Linked DNA regions of Macaca mulatta: region 1 is linked to region 2. The links are chromatin contacts, called in public Hi-C maps. All regions are on one chromosome and are shown on one strand. Each heading gives the region's core, a stretch centred on a gene start, on an enhancer-like site or on the middle of the called end of the contact. The rest is flanking DNA. Distances are from core to core; before and after follow the strand shown.

Evidence for each region. A called contact is a pair of places that touch in the nucleus more often than the background predicts.
Region 1: a Hi-C map of CD4 T cells shows a contact between it and region 2, with 5 times the contacts expected there. The contact joins the promoter of CYREN here to the promoter of AGBL3 in region 2. A contact is called at or near these places in 5 of 14 Hi-C or Micro-C datasets (CD4 T cells, blood, cortical neurons and 2 more).

What each region holds. Positions count from the first base shown.
Region 1 is chr3:174,993,575-174,997,517 of T2T-MMU8v2.0, forward strand. CYREN (cell cycle regulator of NHEJ) reads right to left here and starts at 1,500. Exons shown (of 5, transcript XR_013415620.1): 1 at 1,440-1,500. LOC114677041 (a long non-coding RNA gene) reads left to right here and starts at 1,111. Exons shown (of 4, transcript XR_013415621.1): 1 at 1,111-1,330; 2 at 1,452-1,696; 3 at 2,556-3,524; 4 at 3,575-3,943.
Region 2 is chr3:174,819,589-174,823,617 of T2T-MMU8v2.0, forward strand. It overlaps AGBL3 (AGBL carboxypeptidase 3), which reads left to right and starts at 2,557. Exons shown (of 14, transcript XR_013415607.1): 1 at 2,557-2,997; 2 at 3,894-4,001. It overlaps LOC106997680 (a long non-coding RNA gene), which reads right to left and starts at 2,423. Exons shown (of 4, transcript XR_013415622.1): 1 at 2,150-2,423.

The sequences.
Region 1 (3,943 bases), core at 250-2,749, 170 kb after region 2:
TCAGGAGAGAGCCCTCTGACCTCCGCAAAGCGGTGCCCCCTACAGGCAGCCAGAGCCAACCAGAGCTACCTCCTGCAGCCTCTGTGCTGACTGACTCAGCACAGGAGGAAAGGAAGAGGCGGAGGCCCCCAATGTTCCTCCTCATTACCACCCCAAATGCCAGTCCTCGGGATGCCCAGCCCATCTAATCCCTAAAATATCTCTTAATGGCCTCTCCCTCACCTGGTCAACTCGATTTCTCCACTCCTCTGTGGTGGCTCAGTTACATGAAACTGAGGGCATTTTATTTCACAATAAAGTCTCATTGGCCAACACCCCGCCCTTAAGCTAAAGATATTTCTGATTGGTCAAACTTGAACCAGCAATAGGGGCCACGAAGCATAACTGTGCCAGTCTGTGGACTCTGAAGCCCACGCCAGACTCTGATCTAGTTTGGCCTCTCTTCTTCCTATCCCAATTGTTCTGCCTCCAGTCTGCAGTCCTGGAGCTCAGTCCTCACCCAGAGAGATGGAATTGTGACTCAGAGGGCCTAGGTCTCTACCTTCCACTTAGGAATTAAGCCACAAGCTCCTGAAGCAGAGGTATGCCCAGAAAAAAGTAGTCAGCGATAGTCCTCTCTGAATCACAATTTGATAATGTATTGCTCATTCAGAGGGCTGTTTACAACTTAAGAAAAAATATTAGCAGGCCCTCCTCCTAACCTGTATGGCCACGGGGCACACCTTTGCCAATGCCCCCTCATTTCTGTCAAAACTCATTGATATTAGTGACTCCTACTCCCTAAGGCGCCTCGCAAGTGCACTGCTGCAATCTATGTGGACAAATTTGGTTCACCCTGGGGTGCATATTAAGTACATTTCGCAAACGAGGAACTGAGACTGAGTTAACTTGCAGAAGATCACAGAGAAGTTTGAAATCAGCTGGTTGGATTCGCAGCCAGGTCCTGCAGACTCCAGACCCCGCGCCTCCCCGCCCTGCTTCTGGGCCCGAAGGGCAGGCCGCAGCACCTTCCAGAAGCCGGGTCTCCGGGGCACCGCGCTCGCGGACAGACCTCAGTCCCATGCCGGCCGTTCCCTGCCTAAGCGGAAGGGGGCCCCCGCGGGAACGCGATGTGATGCCAGTTCACAGCCCGCCCTCGCTCTTGGGGCCGGTACCCGCTGCTGGACCTGTGGGAGGCCCAGAGGGCCAGTGACTGCGGAGGGGAAGGCGGCGGCGAAGCACCGCAGGGGCCTCGCTGACCCTGCCGCACGCGGGTCAAGGCTGCACCGGCTCCTTCCGACCCGAGGAACAGCGCGCTCCTCCCGCCGGCTACTGGCTTCCCTGCTCTCAGGTTCCCTCTCTCCACTTCTTGTGCCCCTTCTTAGCTTCCAGAGCGGAGCCAGGAGGCAAATTCCGAGCGGTTGTGGGACCCGCGCCCCACCCAGAACTTAAATCCCCACCTTCTTTCCTAGCACCGGAACTCCCCTGGCCTCCTCTGGCCGCCTGCGTCTTCTGCGCGCTCCCGCCTCGTACACTTCCGGTCCTGGCGCGGCTCCCGGACCCCTCGGAGTCCTAGCACCCGGGACACTTCCGGCTCTGGGCAGCTGGCTCACTGGGAGGTCCGCGGGCGCCCCCTGCTGGCCGTGCCTGCGCCCCTTGCTGGCACACGGTTTCCTGCGCACTGCAAACGCGAGGCAGGGCAGCAGGCCTGAGGAAAGTGAGTGTCCATTCCTGGCCCCTGAAGTTAGTGGAAGGGAATGGGAGTGTTTTGGAAAGGCCTCCCGGGAATTCCCTCGGAAACCAGGTGGAGGATCCCTGCTGAGCCAGGCAGCCCTGGAGTGCTGGAGGAGGATGGGAGCCCGGCCTCCATTTGTTATCCTAATGAAGTGGAAAATTAAGAAGATAATAGAATAATAGCATAAGTGTAGCAGGACAAGCTGCAGACAAAACTCCTCAGACACTGAGTTAAAGAAGGAAGGGGTTTATTCAGCCAGGGCCATCAGTAAGACTCCTGTGTCAAGAACCGAGCAATTCCTGTCCCTTTTAAGGGCTTACAACTCTAAGGGGGTCTGCGTGAGAGGGTCCTGATCGATTGAGCAAGCAAGGGGTACGTGACTGGGGGCAGAATGTACCGGTAATGAAATCGGAACAATACAGGATAGGGATTTTCACAGTGCATTGCTATACAATGTCTGTAATCTATAGATAACATAACCGATGAGGTCAGGGGTCGATCTTTAACCACCAGGCCCTGGGTGTGGCCCCAGGCTATCTGCTTGTGGATTTCATTTCTGCCTTTTAGTTTTTACTTTTTCTTTCTTTGGAGGCAGAAATTGGGCATAAGACAATATGGGGGGGTGGTCTCCTCCCTTATAAGTACTAATAGTAAAATTATAGTAAGAGAAATAAAAGCTCATAGAATGAATTGCTGTATTAACCAAAGCTGAAAAGAATTTCAGCCCTCCTGAAGTTAAAGGAGGATATTAACTGCCAGTCCCAAGAAACATTAACTGTATCTGCCCTTCAAATATTTTGTGGGCTCTGTTAAGTTTGTGTTTTCTTTCTTCCCTGCACAGCTACAAGGTCTCACAGTGTGTCCGGAATTGACTGACTTCAAGAATGAAGCCACAGACCTCATTGTGAGTGTAAGAACTTTTACAGTGCTTAAAAGATGGTGAGTCCAGAGTTTGTTCCTTCTGACGTTCGGATATGTTCAGAGTTTCTTCCTTCCGGTGGGTTTGTGGTCTCACTGGTTTCAGGAATAACCTGAAACCACCTCCGCGGTGAGTGTTACAGCTCATGAAGGCAGCTTGGACCCAAACAGTGAGCACCAGCAGGATTTATTGTAAAGAGTGAAGAAACAAAGCTCCACAGGGTGGAACGGGACCGGACCTGGTCGCCACTGCTGGCTGGGGCAGTCTGCTTTTATTCTCTTATCTGACCCTACCCACATCCTGCTGATTGGTCCGTTTTACAGAGCACGTTACAGAGAGCTGGTTGGTCCATTTTACAGAGAGCTGATTGGTCCATTTTGACAGAGTGCAGATTGGTGCATTTACAGTCCCTGAGCTAGACACCAAGTGCTAATTGGTACCTTTACAATCCTTTAGCTAAACGCAGAGTGCTAGACAGAAAAGTTCTGTAAGTCCCCACTAGATTAGCTAGATACAGAGTACTCATTGGTGTATTTACAAACCTTGAGCCAGACACAGAGTGCTGATTGGTGTATTTACAATCCCTTAGCTAGACATAAAGGTTCTCCTAGTCCCCACTAGACCCAGGAGGAGCCCAGCTGGCTTCACCTAGTGGATCCCTCACCAGGGCCGCAGGCAGAGCTGCCCGCCAGTCCCGCGCTGCAGGCCTGCATTCCTCCGCACTTGGGCGGTCTATGGAACTGGGCGCCGTGGAGCAGGGGGCGGTGCCCATCGGGGAGGCTCCGGCCACGCGGGAGCCCACCACGGTGGAGGGGGGGTTGGGCATGGCAGGCTGCAGGTCCCTAGCCCTGCCCCACAGGGAGGCGGCTGAGGCCCGGTGAGAATTTGAGCGTGGTGTGGGCGGGCCAGCAGTGCTGGGGGACCTGGCACACCCTCAGCAGCTGCTGGCCCAGCTGCTAAGCCCCTCACTGCCCGTGGGTGGTGGTGCCGGCCGGCCCCTCCGAGTGCTGGACCCTCAGAGCCCAAGCCCGCCTGGAACTCACGCTGTTCCATAAGCACCGCGCACAGCCCCTGTTCCCACCCGCACCTCTCCCTCCACACATCTCCTCAAGCAGAGGGAGCCAGCTCCAGCCTGGGCCAGCCCAGAGAGGGGCTCCCACAGTGCCGTGGCAAGCTGAAGGGCTCCTCAAGCCCCGCCAGAGTGGACGCCGAGGCCAAGGAGGCGCCAAGAGCCAGGGCTGCTGGCACATTGTCACCTCTCAACAAGACAGATAAGAGTAAGTTGCAAACCAAGTTTTCCCAGAGATGTA
Region 2 (4,029 bases), core at 1,307-3,806:
ACCTGGGTGACAGAGCTGTCTTTAAAAAGAAAAAAAAATGTTAATAACCCCTCCTCTTCCTCTTCCTCAGCCTACTCAATGTGAAGACAAGGATGAAGACCATTATGATGACTTACATTTAATGATAGTAAATATACTCTCTTCCTTATAACTTTCTTAATAACATTTCATCTTACTTTATTGTAAGAATACAATACGCAATACATATAACATACAAAATATGTGCTAATCGACTGTTTATGTCATCAGTAAGAGTTCCAGTCAACAGTAGGCTCTCAGTAGTTAAGTTTCTGGGGGGTCAACAGTTACATGCAGATTTTCAGCTATGTAGAGGATGATACCCCTAACCCCCAAGTTGTTCAAGGCTCAACTGCAGTTCATAACACAGACTTCTCAGTCTATGTACTTGCTGCTTACCCTGCCTGGCAGAGTCTCCCCATAAGACATCCTGTGGTTCATCCCTCTGCTCAAATACTCCCTGGCCAGAGAGGCCTTCCCTGGCCATTCCATCTAAAAGAGCAACCCTGGCAAGGCCCCCCACCCCCAACACCCCCTATTCTCTTTTTTCCCCCTACTTGATTTCTCTTCATAGCTGTTATCGTCTGAGTGATATCATTTTTATTATCATCATTGGTTTGTTTACTCCCACCAGAATGTAACCTCCACAATAAATGTCTGGTTTTTTTCCTTGCAGTAGTGAACTGTCCCTAGTAGGCAGCAACCATCCTGTAAATGTGTTACACCAAGGCATGAGGATCCCTTGGGACCAATAGTTTGAGCCTGCAGTGAGCTATGATTGTGCCACTACACTCCAACCTGGGTGACAGAGCTGTCTTTAAAAAGAAAAAAAATTGTTAATAAAATAATGAATGAATATCATTTTCAAAGTTTTGCCAAATTCCTAAGATTTTGGCCAGGCATGGTGACTCATGCCTGTAATCCCAGTACTTTGGGAGGCTGAGGTAGGCAGATCACTTGACACCAGGAATTCGAGACCAGCCTGGCCAACATGGTGAAACCACACCTCTACTAAAAAATGCAAAAATTAGTGGTGGTGTGTGCCTGTAGTCCCAGCTAGTCGGGAGGCATGAGAATCACCTGAACCCCAAAGGCGGAGGTTGCAATGAGCTGAGATCGCACCACAGCACTCCAGCCTGGGCAACAGAAAAAGTGAGATTCTGTCTCAAAAAAAAAAAAAAAAAAAACCTAAAGTTTTAAAATTATGCACTAAGACCATTTTTCTTCCCATGGATTACTTGATATGTGATTATAACTATTTGGACTAAAAATCATGAAACTTAAGTCTCTCAGCTCTGCCATTAATTTCTTGTATAACCTGGTTAGATCACTTCTCAGTTTTACCTTGTGCAGCTGACATCCTATGGCTTACAGCCATGACTAAAACCCAACAGAAAAACAGATTACATATATAAAGATTTCTCTGTGCATGTCACTTTTAGTGACTTATGTATGGCTAAAACAAGGTTCAACTATAAGAGTGACTTTTCAAGAGGTTGATCTAAGATATACTCTATTAATATTCTCTGTCCAAGGTCTAATCTGGAAGGTTCAGACTTTTAAACTGCTGACCTCAAAACACCTATTTTCAGAAACTTACAAAATACAAAGAAATTATATTAACCCATTTCCATGCTTAAGCCATAGTGCTTTGCCCTTTATTCTACTTTCAAATTTGCTGCCATTCATTATCTCCATTTCTACATTATCACGAATCTCATGGCATATAATGCTTTGTGAAAAGTGTTTATTTACATTCTTATATCACCAAAATCTAGACTTTTTTTTCAGCTGTACTTGGAAAACTGTTCCAAATAGATTACATTACCCAGCAGAGCTAAAAATGAGGGAAAAAATCAATATGGGATGTTCATGAATAACGTCTGTTAATTAAATGAGACTACATATAGTGATTTGCAGTGATCAGGAAAACAGTGTTAAACATGCTAGCTGACGATTGCTATAAAGAATCTCTGAGCTGATAATTTTTGAGAATTCACCCTAGTTCATCTATGACTCTCCATTTAGTATTTAAGGAGAAAAGCCTCATTTTCCGAATTGAATAAAGAGAATTAATCACACAACTGTGTAGAATGGAACTCAGTCTGTATAAAAATCAAGACGAACGTACTTTTTAATATTCTAACATCTCCAAGGAGTAGTTTCAAGTACTGTACCCAAGAAGTTCAGGTAATTTGTCCATTGTCACACCGTTAAAAGTCAAGTGGGCTCCAAGGCGCAGTCCTAACCAGCATGCCTCCTCTAAGGCAATAGTCGAAGTGCAGACTTCGACTAGGAATTATTAGCTGTCTGGCCTTCCACGCTCCTAAATTCTTCCAACAGACCCCAACGCCTCCCAGACACCCTCTCTGACCGCCCTGCTGCCCACCCCAAGTTCCCAGCATGCTCTGGGCTCCGACTTCCTGGGGCCAAAACCTGCGCAGGCTCCTTTCCTCCGCACTGGTTGTAGGTGATCGCCGAGGGCTGCTCAAAGTCTCGCGAGGGCGGACCCGTTGCCTGGTGACGAGAGTTGGGGGCGTGGCTGGGGCTGCGGATCGCCAGTAGTGGCATTCCTTCTAGCGGCTGGACCCTGGGTTCTCCGCTAGATCCCAAGATATTGTCCCTGCACGGAAGCGACGACTGGCCTGACCAGAGGACTCGGCCAGGATCTAGGTGCCGGCCCCAACGGGACGGTGAGGTAGGCAGAAGGAAGGTGGGGCGCCCCCTGCGGGAAGCGAGCGCGCCCCGGAAAATGAGCGCCTCACCACACCCTGGTGGCCAGGAGTGAGTGCGGGAAGGAACTCGGCCGCCTAGAGTTGTGGCCTCATCCTGGCTCCCGCCAAAAACCCCTTGGTACTGTCGGGACGCGGCTGAACGTGGACGCGCCCGCACCTGCCCTCCTCCGAGGTGGTGGAAGACACCCGCGGAGCGCCGGTGAATAAGGGACTTCCCCTGAGGCCAGAGCTGTATCCACAGCAGGTCAGCACTTCGTGTGCCCCGTGTGCACCTGTAAGGAGTGGAATTTACGCCAGTCGGGTTTTCCAAATGTGGAGTTGTGATGCCCAGGCAAAAACTTCAGTTTCTTAGGACTGAAGGTGTCATCTATGAGACAATCGGCTCCGTGGCATTGGCAGTGATTTGCCATAGAGCTTGGACTTAACTTATAGGTAGTCCACGCTGCAAAACATGCTTTCTGTAGAGAGGGGCATAAACCAATAGATTTGCAATTGTCGAGTCCTTTGGTCTCTCAAGAACGATGGGAACTTGACAAGAAATTTCGATTATTCCCTGGTCTTAGTATTAACCACATGGGAAGATACTTACATAGAATGGTAGTGGTCATTACCGATACAACCTTCTGGTAGCTATTTAGATTTCTAAGAATAAGAATAATATAAATGAATATTAGACAGTATCTACAGAATGATAATCAAAATGTAAAGTCTTGTCACTTGAACTTTTGGTCAAGTGAAAATCAAGGAGAAAACTTAAAATTATATTGCTACATTTCACAAAGTGACTAATTTTTAAAATTCATTATCTTTTAATGCCTCAGTATCATTCTGAACTTGCTGTGTAGTATTCAATTGTAAATATAATAAAATGTGAATGATTTGGCTGTATACTCTGGAAATTCCTTTTAATTAAATGATTTACTTGATTTGTCTTTTATTGTGGTTGTTGTCTCTTACAGTCGTGGAAAATTCCTTTAAATCTCTGAAATTGAAGGTGTTATTAGTTGTACTGTAGTTTTTAGAGAAGACTGTTGTGACTGTTAAATACAATTGAATATATTTTTGAGTACTCATTTAATGTAGTAAACACAGCTTGAAAAGAAAAGCTGTCAAATAATTTCCTTAGAAATTGTTTTACAGCCTACCCGTATATTACAAGAAATCTCAAGTCAAACACTGGAAGAGATGTCAGAAGATTCAGAAAAGGAAGACTATTCAGACAGAACAATCAGTGATGAAGATGAATCGGTATGTTTTTCTCAACTTTGTTTTACTT